Regions from separate parts of the Salmo salar genome. Here region 1 is linked to region 2. The links are chromatin contacts, called in public Hi-C maps. All regions are on one chromosome and are shown on one strand. Each heading gives the region's core, a stretch centred on a gene start, on an enhancer-like site or on the middle of the called end of the contact. The rest is flanking DNA. Distances are from core to core; before and after follow the strand shown.

The links. A called contact is a pair of places that touch in the nucleus more often than the background predicts.
Region 1: a Hi-C map of gill shows a contact between it and region 2, with 2.5 times the contacts expected there. The contact joins the promoter of LOC106610069 here to the promoter of LOC123744265 in region 2. A contact is called at or near these places in 2 of 3 Hi-C or Micro-C datasets (gill and muscle).

The regions. Positions count from the first base shown.
Region 1 is chrssa08:8,910,094-8,913,721 of Ssal_v3.1, reverse strand. LOC106610069 (gastrula zinc finger protein XlCGF48.2-like) reads left to right here and starts at 1,583. Exons shown (of 7, transcript XM_014209204.2): 1 at 1,583-2,034. The coding sequence starts at 1,752. The region is part of intron 5 of LOC106610073 (zinc finger protein 214); the gene reads right to left. The region is part of intron 1 of LOC106610081 (zinc finger and SCAN domain-containing protein 2); the gene reads left to right.
Region 2 is chrssa08:8,726,427-8,730,042 of Ssal_v3.1, reverse strand. It overlaps LOC123744265, which reads right to left and starts at 2,153. Exons shown (of 3, transcript XM_045723183.1): 1 at 1,640-2,153. The coding sequence starts at 1,922. All of the region lies in intron 5 of LOC106610073 (zinc finger protein 214), which reads right to left. The region is part of intron 1 of LOC106610072 (neurotrophin receptor-interacting factor homolog); the gene reads left to right. LOC106610155 (a long non-coding RNA gene) reads left to right here and starts at 3,013. Exons shown (of 2, transcript XR_001329857.2): 1 at 3,013-3,527.

The DNA.
Region 1 (3,628 bases), core at 334-2,833, 180 kb before region 2:
CACAGAGAGTTACCGCAAGTCTCAAAGAAAACAGGAGCAGCCTCCATTATTCCAGCATCATTTCAACATCATCTAATCACCTATGGTTAGTCTAATACAGTGACAACTAAACAATACAAAACAATTTAGTCCACTCAATGTAAGCTAAATATGATGTGGCGGTCCATGGTACTGATGTGTGTGTGGGTGTATGTACAGTACCATTCAAAGGTTTGGACAGACCTACTCATTTAAGGGTTTTTCTTGACCGCAGAGTGAAGGAAAAGCAGCATATGTGGGAACTCCTTCAAGACTGTTGGTAAAGCATTCCAGGTGAAGCTGGTTGAGAGTGTGCAAAGCTGTCATCAAGGCAAAAGGTGGCTACTTTGAAGAATCTGAAATATAAAATATATTTAGAATTTTTTTCACACTTTTTTTGGTTACTACATGATATGTGTTATTTCAGAGTTTTGATGTCTTCACTATTATTCTAAAATGTTATTCTACAATGTAGAAAATAGTACAAATAAAGAGAAACCTTGGAATGAGTAGGTGTGTTCAAATTTGTGAATGGTACTGTATATACAATCCCGATGTGTGTGTGTGCAAGTAGAAAAAACATGTTCACTCACCCTACTTGTAGCGAAATGCCAATGCCATCCTCCTCTTTCATGTTGCCTAAACTGTCTATGACTCTGTCATACAGTACACACTTTTAGATTTTGTTGTCCTAGGCTACCTGACAAATACTTGCTCGCTAACTTCCTTTCATGGGCAAGAATACGTCAGGCCAGCTAGTTAATATTAGCATACTACATCTAGCTAGCTACATGTTGAACTTCCATCCTCACAGGCCAGGGGCACAATGTATGAATTTATGGTTGGGTCAGAATTGTTGTTATAATCATTGGCCAATACGGAGAATTAAGTAAAACCACAAGTCCAAATTCTTATCTCCATCGATGGCTAATTTAGGAAAGGGGCGATTTTAGGTAACGCAACGAGATGCAACAGTTCAAGTTTTTTACTGTCAATAATTAAGTTTGGCTTGTGATGTGATTGGTCTGAAGCCAAATCCAAACTGGCTTGGCACTTTTTTTGTTTGTTGGTGAGCCAGAACCATTCGCAACTGAGCTCACTGTTTAGCTCAACACTGATTGGCTGTTATTTTTTAAAAAATATCAAGGGAGGCCAAATGTTCGTAGGCTTTCCATGCTACTGGCGGCAACAATGTCATACACTTTCTGACCAGATAGATACAGCTAAACATACTGAAACCAAGCGGTTTCAATCGCTCGGATGCTTTCTCCGGTGAGATACATTCAGCCTATTACGAATTGAAACGCAGAGACGAAATATGTCTTATTTTCTTGGTCAATTGTTTTGGGAAGCCTGGCTTCCCTTGCCATCCATGAATACACGCCACTAAGTGAGCGTGTTAGCGAGTACATGTACTTAGTTACTCCCCAACACTGCTGAACATAGGAGATTTAATGTGTAATTTAATAAACAGTACCGTATTTCAAAAGAACAGCGCGCAAACCTTTCATTTAACCACACCCTTTGAGCTATGACGCCAACCAATAAGATATTTTCTTTTCAGTGTAAACGGAAGAACGATTTTCACGTTAGGGTTTTAATTTATCTAGTCGTTTATTAACACTCTATATCTCAAAATGAGTAATTTAACTGCACAGCATCACATACTTACATCAGGTAGTATTTAATTCGCGTTGTAGACAGTACTTGGTTGATATATTTTTTAGCTAACAATGGCTAACTGTGTGTTTTTTCACACTCAAATAGCCTCCATCATGGAGGTACTAGCGAATGCAGCCGTGGCAGAGATATGTAAACTCGTAGACGACGACTATGCAGTGTTTCGTTTGGAAATAACTCAAAGCCAAAAAGAAAACGGGGCAATGCGGAGGAAACTACACCTACTGGAACTGAAGGTGGCACGGGAGCGCGCAGAGAGGACAACGCGAAAGCGCGTCCTCGACAGTCGTCCCAGTAGTGTCAAGATCCTCGACCGATACAGAGGAATGGCAAGAGGTACATTTTGCAGAATGCCGAGTTTATTTTTACAGAGATTATGTTCACAAATCTGATAGTCCTTTAGCCATTTCACTATGTTTTTGTGATGGTGCAGTTATGTGTTTCTGATGGCAGTGTGTTCCAGACATGTGAAGGTCTCATAGAGAAAGCAGTTTGACTAAAGGTGCTTTTCCTTAAGGGAACTAACAATACTGTCACTTCTAGCTGCTGCCATGGGTTTGGGTTTTCTGTTTGACAAAAGTACTAAGTGGAGGGGGAGCCAGGCCGGTTAGGATCTTGAATACAAGACATGCGTCAGGGTGTGTTGCACAAGCTTTTCTCAGATCTGAGGATGTAACAGTGATGATGTCTATCAAGCACTTTGAGCCTGTTTGTAGACAGACTGAATGGGTTTTAATGTTGGACAGCAAGCTTGGGCCCAACTAGTCGAGCAGTATGTTAAGTGGGGGAGTAGCATAACATTGAAGTACAGTTTTGCTGCCTCTGTAGTGAAACAATTTCTTATGTATCAGAAATTAGCTAGGTTCCACTGCCACTGTGCATGGTTTTAGATGTGTTGCCCAGAATCAATGGTGGAAAAATTACTCAATTGTCATACTTGAGTAAAAGTAAAGATACCTTGATAGAAAAGTATTCAAATTAAAGTGTAAGTCACTCAGTAAAATACTGCTTGAGCAAAAGTCTAAAAGTATCTGGTTTTTAAAATGCAAAATGCATCATACCGGCTGTGTTTCTGTATTTTGAAAGTTAGATATCTTGAAATCTTGATTACTGACAGTCCCAAAATGTTTTGCATATATCAACAATGGACTAATGAAACAAATACCAAAATATAGTTTTGGTTGGAGTTTTCCATGAAGTACAGTAATGGAAAAAGGTACTCAATATTCATACTTAAATACTATACCTGAAATTCCTTATATTAAGCAAACCAGAGAGCATGATTTGTATTTTTTTACGGACAGATAGGGCACACTACAACACTCAGACATAATTTACAAACTCAGTATTTGGGTTTAGTGAGTCCGCCAGATCAGAAGCAGTAGGAATGACATTGCGTTACATTGATAGGTGTGTGAATTGTACCATAATTCTGTCTGCCTGAGTATTTTTACTTAAGTACTTTACACCACTGCCCAGAATTGGTTCTTGGTCAGTTTTTGGATAGTATGCCATACTTCCACTAATTACTTAGCTATCTTAAAAAACATTTTTATTTTACCTTTATTTTACCAGGCATGTCAGTTAAGAACAAATTATTCTTGCATACACAATATCATATTCTCACCAGATTCTTGATTACCGTAAATTCCGGACTATAAGCCGCAACTTTTTTCCCACGCTTTGAGCCTCGCGGCTTAAACAATGACGCGGCTAATATATGGATTTTTCCCGCTTTCAATATTTTTTTCTCCAAAAAACACATTCTGTGACGTGCTCAGTTTTTTGGCGGCATGAAGCTTTCATTAGACCAATGAAATTGCCGAACGGGTTAAGGTCAAACAACTTTTTTGTTTACTGTTTAGATTAAATCGAGCGCTCTCAAACTTCCCATCATTCTGATTACGGTAGTCATTTTGTCACCCTCATC
Region 2 (3,616 bases), core at 904-3,403:
CAATAAAAGCTAAATACCTGTGAATTTAAAATGTGTTCCATCCATCTTGCTGTGCAGGTGGCTAGCAGAAGCTCACTCTGTCTGAGCCAAGGCTAATTATTTGCTGGAAACGGTGCAGTTTACCCTCCCATCACTAGAGTAACTCATCAAGACCAAACATAACATTACAATGTAACCCATCTCAGGTGTAGCACAACCTTAAAAGTAAGCTGTGTTTTTAGACTTGTAGGGCAACCTTCTGCGTTACAGTTCAGACTTAGTGAGAAATGTGTGTGTGTGTGTTGGTGAGGAAGTTTGTGTCTGTGTGGGCTGTGTGTGGTGTGTGTGTGTGTGTAGGTGGCACGGCACAGCTTAGGGCATATTATTTGACACTCTAGGCCTAATCAGTTAGACCTAATCAGTTAGGCTACTGAATAGAACATAACTGTGCTATATAAACTAACTCTTACTAACTGGTAAAGTTAACCTGATTTTTGTTCAGGATTATGTAATCCCAATTATATGTACTCTTATTACCCCTGGTGTATGTGTGTGTGGCATCTTACTCCGTAGTGTAAACATTCTTAAATACTAATGCATACAGCACTGTACACTATGTATATAACCTGTTACCAATGCTGCTACTGCTCATCATGTTTGCACTGTTACTGTACACTTATGACCATATAAGTCACCCTTGCTGCACAATGTACCATATTAATGCACCTACATACTGATATTTGATGAGAGAGCGAGATGCCCACGATGGGGTGTATAATATGTATAAAATGTGTATAATATGTATAAACTGAAGGTAGAAGCCTAAGTGCTATTGTTTATTAGTTTACTCCAATTGGGGGAGGGGTGGTAGGGTTTGCAGGAAATAATAAAGGTATATTCTAAAAAAAAGTGTGCATATGAATGTGGATATATATATATATATTAAGGCTGATCCATCCCTTAAACTTAAAAAAATTATAATAATATACACCGTGTTTACAAAACATTAAGAACACCTTCATAATATTGAGTTGCATCATTAGACAAAATGTGTTGAAATTAAGAATCCAGACAGGTGATTTGGTGTCATTGACTAGGGCACAGGTGTTCCATGGAGTGCAGAGTGTCTGCAGGTTTTTCCACTACTCCCTTATAATTAATTGATTAATTAAGGTCACTAATTAGTATGGAATTCCCCACACCTGGTTGTTTAGGGCTTAATTGAAACCCCTGGACTAGGGATTAACCTTGACCAGTCCGCAACCTTTGACCTTGGAAAATCACTTGGAAAATAAGGTATTTTAGCAATAATAAGTCCTATCCTCATGAAATAAGGTGTTGTGATCCTGAGAAGCTTCTCTATAACATGGAATAGAAAGTATAACACCAGAAACAGTTTCATTTTGACCCCTAACACCCTACTATTTACAACGCAAGTATGGGTATTCGGGAAAAATGGCTAGCGTGTCTCTGTGCAATAATATATTTTTCTTAATTGACCTGCTTGGTCAAATGAAGGTAAACATAAATAAAATATTGCAAGATAGCTTAATAATCAGGGTAAGTATTGTATATTATCCAAAAACTGACCAAGACCCAATTCTGGGTAACACATCAGAACACATATCCAGAGGGTAACGGGGCGTTCTACAAATTGTACCTCTTGCCGTTCCTCTGTATCGATCGAGGATCTTGACACTACTGGGACGACTGGCGAGGACGCGCTCTCGTATTGTCCTCTCTGCGCGCTCCCGTGCCACCTTCAGTTCCAGAAGCTGTAGTTTCCTTCGCAATCCCCTGTTTTCTTTTTGGCTTTGAGACATTTCCAAACGAAACACTGCATAGTCGTCGTCTACGACTTTACAGATCTCTGCCACGGCTGCATTCGCTAGCACCTCCATAATCGAGGCTATTTGAGTGTGAAAAACCATACCGTTTGCCATTGTTAACTAACGTTAGCAGCTAGCTAGCGTTACCTAGATAACATCTATCAACCAAGTCCTGTCTCCAACGTGAATTAAAGACTACCCGAGTTAAGCATGTGATGTTTTGCAGTCAAAATGAATCGCATTGAGTTCCAGGGTGTTAATAAATGTCTAAATAACAAAACAAAAACGCTAACGTGAAAATTGTTCTTGATCACTATTCACTTCCGTTTACTACTTATTTACATTTGTATTTTCGGATCGCAACCAACTGAAAGGTGCATACACCGCCACCTACTGTACTGGAGTGTGACACCTCTTCACTAAACCTGAGCTGTGTTCGAATACTCAGCTACTAACCGCACTATTTGTGACTTGAATTGAGTATATAGTATGCTTATTGGTCATAGTATGGATATAGTTAGTATGTCAAAAGTTCCCGAAAGTCGTACTAAATTCGCCAAATTACATGCAGTGGACACTTTCCGTGCTTTTAGGACCCATAATGCAGTTCTTCTGAAAATGAGCGTGGCTTCACGTTTTCAGATTTGAAGAGAATGGCGGGAAATATGCAGCCGAAGTTTGACGAAGGCGAATACAAATGCATTGTTTTAACTAATTATGACAAATTGTAAAAAATGTTGAGCAATGTAATGACTTTTAAAATAACTTACGTTTCACGTTATGTTGGCTGACAATTTGTTAGCTACACTATCCTTACAAACCGCATAGCATTAGAGCAGTAGGTACCGGTATGTTAGCTATCTACCCAACTTTAGTTGGCTACTAATACGTCGAACTTGCCAGGCAGTGTTATTAACTACTACTCCGATTTCAGAGCATTCTCGCGCAGAATAACTGATGAATTTACGAATGGCTGAACAACACTGGTTGAATATGGTCGGTGTCAGTAAACGTCTGCAAAAAAGGTCATTAAATTGTTGCCAGCAGCACAGTTAGTCACCAACGCCCTAGATAACATGGAAATGGCCTAACCAGCTCTGCTAGGGCGAGTAAAATGGTCAGAGTGAGGTGTTATCTAGCTAGCCCCCCCTCCTCCAAAAAAGTGTTCTCTAGCAAGCCATCTGTTATGGGTGACACAGTGATGCCATCTGTTGGTAAATGTTAATTACTGCAACTCCAGTGTTTTACCGGTGTGCTTGGGATACCCGGATGTATTGCAATATACTGAACAGACTGGTTACTCGCATCAATGCCTCTGTCTCGTCATTTAACATTCAAACATGGTGTCAGAGTCGGATAACTAACCATGCTTTCCGCAAATTAGAGTCACCTGTTCTGGTTTACCCCCCCAAAAATGCTTATTTGAGTAAAACTTCGCCGGAATTGTCCTTAGCTAGAGTGAGTTGCTAGTTAGCTTCAGTGTTGTTAGCACCGGTTAGACATGGCAGCGAACATTCTCCCTCCCGCCGTTATGAAGTTCAGCGGTGATTGGAGCACAAACTGGGATACGTTTAGAGGTGAATGGGAGGACTATGCACTAGCAACAGGACTTTCGGGAAAAGGACGATGAGGTAGTGGCTGCCATTTTGAGGACTATAATGGGAACTGAATGCCAACACGTATACAAACACAACCTGAACCTAACAGCAGTTCAGCAAGGTAACGCTACAGCTATTCTTGATGCTCTTGAACATTACTTTAAGCCAGCAAAGAATGTTATTTACGAGTGTTATGTTTTCGGTTGTTGC